Linked DNA regions of Rattus norvegicus: region 2 is linked to region 1. A link is a contact called in public Hi-C data. All regions are on one chromosome and are shown on one strand. Each heading gives the region's core, a stretch centred on a gene start, on an enhancer-like site or on the middle of the called end of the contact. The rest is flanking DNA. Distances are from core to core; before and after follow the strand shown. Region 1 holds the start of Rpl36l7 (ribosomal protein L36 like 7). Region 2 overlaps Dmgdh (dimethylglycine dehydrogenase).

Region 1 (6,458 bases), core at 2,048-4,547:
TCCTTCCTTCCTTCCTTCCTTCTTTCCTTCCCTCCTTCCTTCCTCCGTCCTTCCTTCCTTCCTTCCTCCTTCCTTCCTCTGTCCTTCCCTCCTTCCTTCCTCCTTCCTCCCTTCCTTCCTTCCTTCCTCCTTCCCCCCTTCCTTCCTCCTTCCTTCCTTCCTCCTTCCTTCCTTCCTTCCTCCTTCCTTCCTTCCTTCCTCCTTCCTTCCCCTTCCCCCCTTCCTTCCTCCTTCCCCCCTTCCTTCCTTCCTCCTTCCTTCCTCCTTCCTTCCTTCCTCCTTCCTTCCTTCCTTCCTCCTTCCTTCCTTCCTTCCTCCTTCCTTCCTTCCTTCCTCCTTCCTTCCTCCTTCCCCCCTTCCTTCCTTCCTTCCTTCTTTCCTTCCTTCCCTCCTTCCTTCCCCCTTCCTTCCTTCCTTCCTTCCTCCTTCCTTCCTTCCTTCCTCCTTCCTTCCTTCCTTCCTCCTTCCTTCCTTCCTTTCTTCCTTTCTTCCTTCCTCCTTCCCTCCTTCCTTCCTTCCTTCCTTCCTTCTTCCCTCCTTCCTTCCTTCCTTCCTTCCTTTCTTCCTTCCTCCTTCCTTCTTCCTCCTCCCTCCTCTTCCTCCTTAATTCTGAGGATCAACCCCTCCTGGGTCTTGTGCAGCACTGCTATCCAGACAACACACACACACACACACACACACACACACACACACACACACACACAGAGTTATGTGACAGTCGTCGGTGGGGGGTAGGGGCAAGGGTGTGGCAGGGGTTGGAAGGAGGCGTTGCTGCTTAGTATCACAAACAGCCTCTCAGAAAGTTCTGCCCCCCCCCCCTCCCGTCTAACCTCGCCAGAGGACATGGAGGGAAAGCTGGGATCCGCATTGTGGACTCGGTTTTGTATCTTTAAAGCGAGCAAGAGAGGAGTCTGACATCTTTACTGGTTTCACTGTGACCACTGGCATCCAGCTTTGCACCCAGAGGGAGGAGCATGAAGGACATGAATGAGGTTCTCTACGTGGCCAGGAATGGCTGGTCTAAGGAGCTAAGGAGCCCTTGGCTCTGCCACCTCCAGCCGGTGCCTTGGACAAGTGCCTTAGCTTTGGCAAGCTGCCTATCTCTCACCCTTAGGAAAAAGGACTGCACCAACCCCCACGGCCACAGGGAGGACTCCGTGGTGTAAACCAGGACGACTCCTGATTTATAGGCACGGCTACTCTGTCATCTTCCCAGACCCAATGTCAGCTCTAAGGCAATTTGGGCTCTTAGAGACCCCACTGTGCCTTATGAAGTACAGCTTTCAGATCTGAGCAAAAGATTGTTTTGAATGAATAAATGCTTTTTGTTTGTTTTGTTTGATATTTTGCTTTTGTTTTTTTTTTTTTTTTTGTGTGTGTGTGTTGTTTTGCTTAGAAGTAAAGATTTATTTAGATCCTGGTTGCAAAGAGGATTACTTGAGAAATATACTTTTATCTGTCAATGTCCTCTGTTGCTAGCAACAGAGCTCTCTGTAACTAATTTAAGCCAGAAAAAGGATTCATTAAAGTTTATTTGGAAGCACACGGCTGCTGACGCTGGGTGCTGTTCCCATTTTAAACACTGGACATGAGTCGTTCCCCTCCCCGCCCCCACAGACTGTGAGCTCCTCAGCTCCCACCAGACCAGCTCCTCCCACCTCACTTCTTCATCCCATGGTTTGCTTCTCACTGTCTTAAATTTGTGCCTCTGGTTTCTAAGTCCAAGACCCAACACTTTCCAGATGTTAAGAAACCTGGGAAAGTAGATATGGGGCCTTAGGAAGGTTGTACTCCCAAAACTGTCCCAAGACACAAAAATCTGACAGGCAGACATCATAACCACATGGAAATTCAGAAATCAGATGTTCAGGCTAAAGCCAGCTGTGTGACACATCCCAGTGGTCCCAGCTCTTAGGAGATAGAAGCCAAGGGATCAGAAATTCACCTACACAAGGAGTTTGTGGCTTGGGATACATGAAATCCCATCTCACCCACTAAAAACATTTAAGCAAGAAATGGTGATACATTTCTGTAATCTCAGCATATTGGAAGCTGAGTCAGGAAATTCACAAACATCAGGTCAGCTTGGGTTTCAGGTGAGACAAAACTGTCTCAAATTTTTCTTTCCAATTAACTAAAAATATCTCTATGATATTATTGTATTAGCCTATGACCATTTATGAGATGTATTTAATATATAGTTAAGGTTACAAGCTGAGATACAATTTAGAGATAATGACCACAATTTTAAAAAAGGAGAAAAATCCATTAAATCTCTCAGAAATGTTAGGGACATAGGATCTGATTTAAAAAGAGCATTTACATTCAGTTATTGGATCTGCTCAATTTGTTTTTCTAGATTATTTTTTTGAGATTAAACACTAAAATAGATACATAGTATTTAAAATCCCAGTGGGGCTCTTTTTGCTGGTTCAACTCCATTAATACTGATGTGAGAAAACAGAGGCTCAGAAAGGTTTTCAAGGACTTACTCGAGGTCAGTGTTGGAAGGCCTAGTCATTCATTGTTTTTCCCAGAATCCTTTCCTCAAGCTTCCCCAACACGGCCATCAGGCAGGAGGCTTGGCTCACATGGGCCCAAGCCTTACGCCCTTCAATATCTACCTAGAAAGGCTAATTTTGCTTGCTATGTTCTGTCCCCTCAGACCTGACAGAGAAGTAAAATCAAACCAGCGCCACAGAGACCACAATGTAAAAATCTGCCTCTTTTTTCTGCATGTGTGGAAAAGCTCACAGAGTCAAACAGGAAGTCTGGCCTCCCACAATCCCTCCAAGAGCACCAGCTCATTGCCTTAAAGAGGCCCACCTTCTCTCGGCATTGCGGCCCTGGGACCTTTGAGACACTCAGACCACAGACCCTTGAGAGACACTCAGAGCAGGCCCAGACCATGGAAGTTATTAATCTCATCGGGGTCCCAATCAGGGCCCAGCCTCCTCCCCGAACCTCACCTTGGCCCCACGCTGGAGGCCAAGGTTTCAAACTGTAAGATAGGGGTTGTGTGCGTGTGGGGGGTGGGGTGGGGGGTACAGAAGCATTCAGACCACAGTGGAAGATGACTGTATTCCTAACCCACACGCAGACCTACTCTGGGGTGAAGTAAGACAGAGCAGACGGGTGAGCATGTCCCAAGGAGACCACTGGCCTGAGTTTTAAGGGATGACCAGGAAAGCCAGACAGGAGGCTGACTCCGTGTGGAAGAAGCACAGTTTTATCTTCCTGCACAACACTGAAGAGTCTGATGTGAGCACACGGTTCCTGTCATCATCCAACGCTGGTGACGTTTTAAAAGCAGCATCACACTTCCTGTCCAGCCGCCATCGGAAAGCTGCAGCCATGGCCCTGCGCTACCCCATGGCCGTGGGCCTCAACAAAGGCCACAAAGTGACGAAAAACGTCAGCAAGCCGAGACACAGCCGCCGCCGCGGGCGCCTCACCAAGCACACCAAGTTCGTGCGCGATATGATCCGGGAGGTGTGCGGCTTCGCGCCCTACCAGCGGCGTGCCATGGAGCTGCTCAAGGTGTCCAAGGACAAGCGAGCACTCAAGTTTATCAAGAAGAGGGTGGGCACGCACATCCGCGCCAAGAGAAAGAGGGAGGAGCTGAGCAACGTGCTGGCAGCCATGCGGAAGGCGGCGGCCAAGGATTGATGACCCCTCCCCCAATAAAAGATGGTTCTTAAAAAAAAAAAGAAAAGAAAGAAAGAAAGCAGCATCACTAACTCTCTGTCACACCCTGCGGTGTAAAGGCAGGCATGGGAAACGCAACGCAGAAAGCAAGACTATATCAGAAGGAAATGACGCTGGCTAGGTAAAGCCTCCTAGATGGATATTTAACTTCTCTGAAGCTTTTCCGGAACATAATGATCAGCCCTGGGGCAAAGGGAAGGGGGAGGGGGGGGAAAGGATGTCCTCAAAGGAGAAGGAGGAAAGAAGTGGCCAGGCGAGGAACAGGCGCCCTCCAGTCCTGCCGAATGGGAGAGCATTCCTATGCTAGCACTTCCTGCCTGATTTAATTTGAGTCATTCGGCAAGCACTATTGACAGCCAGGCATGGGCTATGTTTCGATCTAACAATTATTATTTGCTTATATCTAGAGAATGGTGTTATGGTATATCAATGACCCATAGATGGAAAATAAGCACAAAAGTAAGTGTATTAGAAATCCCACACACTGGGTTCTGTACATTAAAATCTATTTAGTGGGTAAACCAGTTTCTTCTCTCATCTACATCTGGAAGCTTCCTTAAGTAGGGGCAAACAGAGATGAGAGAGAGAGAGAGAGAGAGAGAGAGAGAGAGAGAGAGAGAGAGAGAGAGAGAGACCAAACCCAGCCCCAAGAGCAGTTCCACTTGTATAACTATTCTCTCCAAGAATGTATGGGAATGTTTATGGTGGCCAAGTGGTAGTGGTGCACACCTTTAATCCCAGCACTCAAGAGGCAGAGGCAGGCGGTTCTCTGTGAATTCAAGGCCAGCCTGCTGCCCCCAAAGAGGATTCTCTGAGATTATCACAGGGGAGGTCACAGAAGGTCACATAGCCCTCAATCCGGCCTGGCCAAAAGGCAACGCTCTGATGAAAACTGGGCCTAGTCCTGCTAACGGACTAGTAAGAATAATCTCTCTCACTATGCCAATAGGTTTCTTTTTTTGTATGAGAAAGAGCTGGTGGCTGGAGTTGGGACAGGGCACCCAGGTGGGGATGGGGGTGACAGAAAGGAGACAGGGACAGGCAGAAGAGTAACTGAGGGACTGCCCCAGAAAACAGACAAGAGCCCTATATTATACAGATGTCTCCATGTCTTTACTATTGGACCCCAAGTGGGACCCCCAAAAGCTTTGCAAGAGGTATGTGCTTTCATGCCCACAGTAGTAGTTTTCCTGTGGTTTTGACATTCAGCAGACAGTATTGGTTCTCGAGAATGTATTAGCACCTTCATAACTTGGCAGAGGGCCTCATTCCTAGTCTTAAAGGTGACTCAGGTTACATACCAGCCTATCCCAGAGTGATTCTTTACCTAGACACAATTCTTACCAGCTCTCTCTTAAAACTCCTCCCAATTCTTCTCTAGAGGCAGTGCACTAGGAAATAGAAATGAGAGGGTGGGGTGTGTGTGTGTGTGTGTGTGTGTGTGTGTGTGTGTGTGTAAAATAGCACCCAAGGCTGACCTCCGGCATCCACACCCATGGGCAGCATGTGCATTTACACAGACAGTAACACATATACAGTCAATACACACACACACACACACACACACACACACACACACACACACACACCACAATTGGTTTCAAACTCCTCTGCCAGACTGAGAGCAAGTCATGGGATTTTCCCTGGGCTCCGAGTCTCTGAATCAGGAACCACACATTTAGGCTGCTGAACCCCATAGACTTCAGGTGCCAATCATGTGACATAGGAGGTCTTTAGAGTTCATTCCAATCTGCCCCCTTCACCCCCAAAATAGAAGAGCAGATAATAGACTAAGGCAGAAAATTTGAGTTCAATAGATCAGAACTAGCCTGGGCTATATAGTAAAGAGGGGTGGGACAGGAAGAGAGAGAGAGAGAGAGAGAGAGAGAGAGAGAGAGAGAGAGAGAGAGAGAGAGGTGAAGTTAGAGCAGAAACTGACCTCTGCCCTCTGCTCTCCACAAGTACACACACACACACACACACACACACACACACACACACACACACACCTTCAGCAGAGGCTGAAAAGCACACAAACCAGACATATGTAGCACACTGGGCATGGTGTAGATGGTATACAGGACGGGGTGAATGCCCTACCCAAAGGAATCACATTTTCCTTTTTAATAAACATTGGCTTGGCCAAAAGAAACATGGACATTGGCTACACTTCCGTGTCACCAGTTTGCAAAGAGCTCCACACAGGTGTCAAATGTTATTGCACCCAGTGTTAAAATACAAAGTGTCTTCAACAGTTTAAAGCTCAGTGACTCGTGTTTTGATGATGATGATGATGGTGGTGGTGGTGGTGGTGGTGGTGGTGGTGGTGGTGGTGGTGGTGATGGTGATGATGATCTGAGGAAAGTCAGTTTCACAATTAATTGCTTTGTTTATTCGGTCAGTCATTTATTTCTCTAAGAGGTGCTAGAGGTCAAATCCAGAGCTTCATGCATTCAAGGCAAGCACTATACCTCTGAGCTACACCTCAGCCCTGACTCCATTTTAAAGGCAATCGCACTTGAAGAGGAGAAGAAGGCCCCTGACGTTTCCATCTACATATCGATTAAAAGGACACTCACATATTGATTCTCGATATCGTTTACTTCCTCGTTGGGAAACACAAAGGAGGGCGAGCTACCCTTTACCTCTAGCTCCATGCACAGGGTCTCATATCCTGCCTCGCAGGGCTTCGTGTTTGTCAAGTGGCATTGGATAAATGCTTCTGAGGTTCTGGGCAGAGTGAAGCATAA
Region 2 (6,458 bases), core at 1,946-4,445, 63 kb before region 1:
CAAGCTCATCGGTTATGTTTCGAATTTCCACATCATAGCCACCTCTGACGGCTGCTTCTTCAATCCATCTGCATTGGGGTCATAAGCCCTGGGTAAATGTCACTTGAATAATACATGTTTCTAACATATTATGTCTCTGAAGCCTTCAAGTTTGGAATTATCAGAAAGTCCCTAGAGGGTCGGGGCATGTAGCCTTCTCACTCTGAAGGTTAAAGACCTGAGTTCCCTAGATGTAAATGGCCCACTTAAGACTTGGGAGGGGATTCTTCCCAGTAACTAGAATCTTCCAGTTTAAACGAGCTTTGCCACAGTTATAAATAATGATGGTTCAGTTGCATTTAAACTAATGGTCCCATTTTCAAAAATTAATTTAAATCTGAATTTGCTTCAATACCTGTACACAAGATGCATCCTTGTGCTGCTAGCCATTAATAATGCACCTGCCACCAGACATGTAATTGCTCTGACAATCACAAGGAAAAGAGGAAAAACTCCAGTCTCAATTTCTAAGTTTTGATGAGTTTTTGGAAGGCAACTCTCGGGCCAGGCTGTAATTTATTGAGCTGTCCCTGCAACTCTGCAAGTCTATCACAGTGTTCCCCTAGTTGAGAAGAGGCTCAATGGTTAAGGTGACCTCCACACCCCTGCACTTGATCACCAGATTTCCATAATTCTACCGCTCCGGTGAAAACCTGAGCCAGACCTTGATTAAATAAGAATCACCACACACTTTGGGGATACTAGACTGAAAAGGTGGAGACTTCACAGCAGAATGGAGGTCCAAGTAAGGCAGGTCAGCAGTTTAGCTGTGAGCCAGTGTGCACAGGGGAGTTAGCCGGCTGAAGCTAGCCCAGTGTGGCACCTTACTCAGTCACGCTGACTTGAGCAGGTAACTTTAATCCACACCTGTTTCCTCATCTCCAAATGAGGATAAATGACAAACTCTTCTTATTTAGCCCATTGGTATGTGGGGCGTACATATATGTACACATGTTGTAAGTATGCAGAGGCGAAGGTTGACACTGAGTATCTTCCTTGATGGCACGTGTGGTGATTTAGATATGCTTGGCCCAGGGAGTGGCACTATTAGGAGGTGTGGCCTTGTTGGAGTAGGTGTGTCACTGTGGGGATGGCCTTTGAGACCCTCCTCTGGCCACGCAGAAGTCAATCTCCTGTGTGCCTTTGGATCAAGCTGTAGAATTTTCGGCTCCTCCAGCTCCCACATCTGCCTGGGCACTACCATGTTCTCACCTTGATGATAATGGACTGAACCTCTGAACCTGTAAGCCAGCCCCAATTAAATAGTGTTCTTTAGAAGAGTTGCCTTGGTCATGGTGTCTGTTCACAGTAGGAAAACCCTAACTAAGACAGCACTTCACTTTGCTATTTTGAGGCCCGGCCTCTCACCTGAACCCAAAGCTTGCCTACTCAGATAGCCTGGCTGGCCAGCTTGCTCTAGAGATGTCCTGTCTCTGCTTCTAAGTGCTGGGATTACCTGCAAGCCACTGTGCCTATGTCCCATCATATGGTTGCTGAGGAGTCTGAACTCTGGCTTGCGAAGTCCGCACCTCCCCTGCCCCTGCACAATCTTAAGAGAATTAATTGAGGTCGTGTCTACAAGGAGTTCTGGTTCATTGATGGTGTTTAATAAATAAGAGTTAAGATTATCAGAATCAGAAAACCACTGGGTAGGGCACCTTGTGGAGGGGGCGGGGTCTTTTGCTTCAAACAGTCCTATAAACCACATGAGGTTTATGCACATTGATGAGGTTTAAGAATTAAAGTTGGGGACTAGAGAGATGACTCAGTGATTAAGAGAATTAAAGCTCTTGTGGGGAACTGGAGTACGGTTCTCAGCACCCAGGTATGTTCACAGCTACCTGTGACTCCAACTCCATGGGGTCTGATGCCCAATTATGGCCTCTTCAGGCATCTGTACACACACACACACACACACACACACACACACACACACACAGAGAGAGAGAGAGAGAGAGAGAGAGAGAGAGAGAGAGACACAGAGAGAGACAGAGACAGAGACAGAGAGAGACTTTTTAATTTAAAAAGAAAGTTGTTCTGTAAGTACTGTGTATCTCTTTTCTATTTTGTTTTATTTATATGTGGGCATGTTCTGCCTACATGTATGTTTGAGCACCATGCATGTACTTGTACCCCTGGAGGCCAGAGGAAGACGTCAGATCCTCTGGAGCTAGAGTTAACACGGCTATGAGCCTCCACCTGGGTGCTGAGAATCAAACCCAGGTCCTCTGAAAGAGCAGCCAGTGCTGGCAACAGGTAAGCCATCTCTCCAGCTCCCATGATGCATCTTTGTCAACTTGACACAATCCAGAATCATCTATGGGAAGAATCTCCATGGGGAATGGTAGCCTGTATACGTGTCTGTGGGGCACTGCCTTCATTAAATTAAATAGAGTAGGAAGAGTCATCCCATCATGGTGGTGCCATTCCCCATGCAGGGGGACCACAGGCAGCACCATTCCCCACAAAGAGAGCATCCACCACTGTATGACAGTGGACAAACCAAGCAAGTCACCGTGCCCACATTCATTTCTCCCTGTTTCTGGCTGCAGCTGCAATGTGACTAGCCGCCTGAAGCTCCCATTCTTGCCTTGACTTCCCCACCATGATGGATTGTAACCTGAAACCGCAAACTGAAGTCTGTGCCTTTCTCCCCTAAACTGTTTTTGTCACAGCATTTCATCACAGCAACAGAATGAAACGAGAATACTAGCACAAGAAAAACTGTATAAGGTTGGGCCACTGGGTCACCTGGACAAAATCATTTCACTGGATGTCCATTTACCTAAGATCGTGAAGTTCCGACCCAGAGCCAGTAATCAACAGGAACTCCCCAGGAGATTGGTGGGAAACAGTCAGCTCAGCGTACACTCGACCTCTGGGCGTCAACATGTGACTTATGTTTGTAAAACCCACCTGCACAAAAGAATTTAAAATCACTTGAGGATGAATTAAGCTTCTTCGCACACATGTTAGTTGTGGGGACCATGAAAAGCCTCACCTCTTACCATTCATGTCAAGTAGATGAACTAAACCAAAGATCTATTTAAATTTCCCATTTAAACAATCATACGAGATTGTTTGCCCTAGAAATGGTACTTCAGGACTGGGAAGATGGCACTGAAGTAAGGGCACTTTTGGCCAAAGCCACCCAAAACTCAATCCCTGGAACCCACAGGTCAAAAAGAAAGACTTTTGCAAGTTGTCCTCTGACCTCTACATGCGTGACACACATAGATAAAATACGTGTAATAATCAAAGAACAACAACATACTAATTTAACTACAATCAGCTTTTGGGATCTCATTGGCACGTTAAGGGAAGTCATTGATTTCCTAGATGACAGTCTACTCCACAGAAATTTCAGTTGCACACTCCAGGAGGTCCCTTGAAGTGTTCTAGCATCCGCTTGGAATACATGGAGTCAAAGAAGGTTGGATCTGGGTTTTTTTTTAAAGGACCAGGTCAGAATCCTGGACCTTGTCTATTTACCTTGGGAATGACATTTGCACAGAGATGATCCAGAAGCTGGGTGGAATCTTGGCCTTTGATGTTGAACTTGCCAAACGGAGACAGGTCAATCACACCAACTCTTTGCATAACCTGTTTGTACTCAGAGCCCACCGGCTCAAACCAGTTTGTGCGGCGGAAACTTGGCCTGAAACACAATATTTACTGCCAGCCATTATCCAAAAATTGTACAATATAAAATAAGAATATTTTAATCAGTTTCTCCCTTCTAGGAAAGCCTTCTGAAGCTGGGGGAGGGGCACCCGCAAATTTGCTCTGTAAATCATATACACTTGGAATCTGATCTTTTATAGGTTACCCATCTATCCTTTGACCCATTTTATAGTGAATGAAATGTTAATTAGTGGGGAAAAAAACTCATGGGTCCTCTAGTCTGGAGGGCAGTGTAGAAGGCAACAGTCCAGGGTTTTTAAAGCCTGGTTGCATGTTAGAATCATCTGGGGAGTATTTTTCAAACACCAGTTGTAAGGCCTCACTAAATCAGAATGGCCTCACTGTGTGTATGAATGTTGTGCATATGTGTCTGTGCATGTATGTACATACATCTCCATGTCTCTGTGTTTGTACCTGTGCCTGTGTCTCTGTGTGTGTATAAGTGCATATGCCTCTCTGTGTGTAGAGTGTATATGTCTCTGTGTGTGTATCTATGTATGTATATGTCATGTGTGTGCATGCACACACTCATAGCCTTCTAGCCAACACTGTGAATACAAAGCACTTCCACTTGTTAAAAGGGGATCGGGCATCATGGCAGGTTCCAGGGAGTGCCCATCCCTGATATAAGCAATGGTCTAGCCCAGCACCTTCTCTCTTCAGAGAAAAAGCCCAGAGTGGCTTCTAGGTCTTTTGCAGTAGTTACTGACAGAACAGGGTCTAGATCAAAGGTTACCTGACTCATCTCCACTTTAGCAAAAGAACTTCTAACTTGGTGTTTTTACCTTCCGAACAGGGTGCTAAGTCTGAGCGTTTCCCTGTAGCTTAACTATTAATTTTTTTAAAAGAAACTTAAGCCTGATTTAACATCACAAAATGAAAAGCAAAGCTAGTATTCATCTGAGTCTGAGCACGTGGCTTCCAACCACTCTAGACCGGCTGCCTCGAGGGCAACCGCACTCATCTGCGACATCCCCACCTCTGTATTTTTATGCCACTTAACTGAATTTAAAGTAGATTTCAAACCCTGTTGTTTCATGTGCATGCATGTTCCTATCTGGATGTATGTGCACATATGTGTTTGTATATGTTGAGACCACAGCCAACCTTCATGCCATATCTCAGGAGCCATTCACCTGGTTTATTTCCGAGTCAGGGTCTCTAGCGGGCCTAACATTCCTAACAGGCTGACTGACCGGCAAGACCCAGAGACCCCCGGTGCTTCTGCTTCCACAGCTCTGGGCTACAAGCATATGCCCTGACCTAACTTTTATACACGGGTCCTGGGAACTGGACTCAAGTCCTCATGAGAAGTGCTTTACCAACTAAACTATTTCTCTAGCCCTGAACCCTGTTTAAAATAGCAAAGTGACAGGCTGACAGGAACTGGAAATTAGCTTCTAGATTTGCTGTTCATTTTGTCTTGGTTTAGGGGTTCTCACTGGGAAAAATAATCACCATTAACCCCAAGTCCAGCGCGTCACAGGCACTCAGAGGCCTGTTTCGCTGGCATGCTCGGTGGTTTAGTTTAACCCCCAGTGCAGGTGTTCTTGTCTGTTTCATGACCCAGAACTGTAGGTCCTTTCCACACAGCATTTGAATGCCATGAAATTTGTCCAGAAACCCTAAGCCATGACAATATTTCAGCAGCCAATTAAAGCCAGTTATACTTGGGTGGGGCTGAGAAAGGTCCTCTGAGGTTCTGGTAACTGCTAAGTAGACCAGGCATCACTGAGACTGGCCAGTGTCCCCTGGGCTGGTCTAAGGAATACCCCCATCATAAGCAAGTAAATGAGACCAGAGGAGACTCGGTGTTCCCCTCAGAGTGGAATTGGTGCCCTGCTGTCCTAGTGCAGCTGCCGATCAGAACCACAGGCAGGCTCAGACACCCACTTACCTATACTGAGTGTCCTGGCCGGGCTTGTAGAACCAGTGTGGCTGTTCCCAGCCTGCATGGAAACCCATGGAACACTTGGACTCCAGGATTTTGTAGAGCCCACTGACTCTCTGGGTTGGCCTCCCAGCAAACCGTTCCTCTTTAGGATAACCAACTGAGAAGGGAACACAGGGCTCTAATAGTTTATAAGTGAAATGATCCGATACACTGAAGGGCTTTTAAGAATGGAAACGGTGAGGTTGACAACCCAAAAGCATATATATGCACCCCCCCCCGCCAAAGATGTCAGTTATACTGATCATCAAAGAGTAAAGTAAAAATACCCTGAGTACTTAGAATCAGTGATGGACCCAATACATTAACCATATACGGTAACACACTTAGTGACGGGCTCAATACGTTAACCGCATACGGTGACACATTTCTTGCCATTTCTTAAGGCACAGTGCTGTTCACAGTTCTTCGCCGGCCCCAGGGAACAGAACAGAGCGTTTTAAGTGAGAGATGCTGCAGGTCTTTCTAGAGAACAGCAAGTTAGTACGTCACCAATGTTGTTGAACCCGTATGATTCTCGGGCTTTGGCCTCGGTGTACTGCGTCGTCGTCCACTTGCCGTAGCGGTTGGGATCCAGTTCTATCAGGTCAAAGGGAGGTTCTCCGTGCAGGATCCAGTCGCTGAGGTACGTCCCGACCCCACCGGCGTGGATTATGCCATATCTTTTGGATACAAAGATGTTTCGGATATTACAAATATGGTGCATTCAAGTGCCAAAACGTTCAAATACCATCTTCCCGGGCATCAGATTTGAAGTCACCTATGCTCTTCAGAACACACAAGT

What was found. A called contact is a pair of places that touch in the nucleus more often than the background predicts.
Region 2: a Hi-C map of liver shows a contact between it and region 1, with 2.7 times the contacts expected there. The contact joins the enhancer-like site here to the promoter of Rpl36l7 in region 1. A contact is called at or near these places in 8 of 12 Hi-C or Micro-C datasets (the A7r5 cell line, the Rat2 cell line, frontal cortex and 3 more).

Annotation. Positions count from the first base shown.
Region 1 is chr2:26,616,093-26,622,550 of GRCr8, reverse strand. It overlaps Rpl36l7 (ribosomal protein L36 like 7), which reads left to right and starts at 3,297. Exons shown (of 1, transcript XM_039103453.2): 1 at 3,297-3,727. The coding sequence starts at 3,355. The coding sequence ends at 3,669.
Region 2 is chr2:26,678,973-26,685,430 of GRCr8, reverse strand. Dmgdh (dimethylglycine dehydrogenase) reads right to left here. Exons shown (of 16, transcript NM_139102.2): 8 at 6,167-6,336; 9 at 5,621-5,774; 10 at 3,532-3,697; 11 at 2,825-2,955; 12 at 1-68. Among named protein-coding and RNA genes, the nearest start is that of Dmgdh, 35 kb to the right of the region's middle. Within about 2 kb of position 3,195, at least 2 of the 93 cell types and tissues checked have an H3K27ac peak or open chromatin away from gene starts, as enhancers often do. A contact at or near this core is called in hepatocytes and liver, where this site is marked.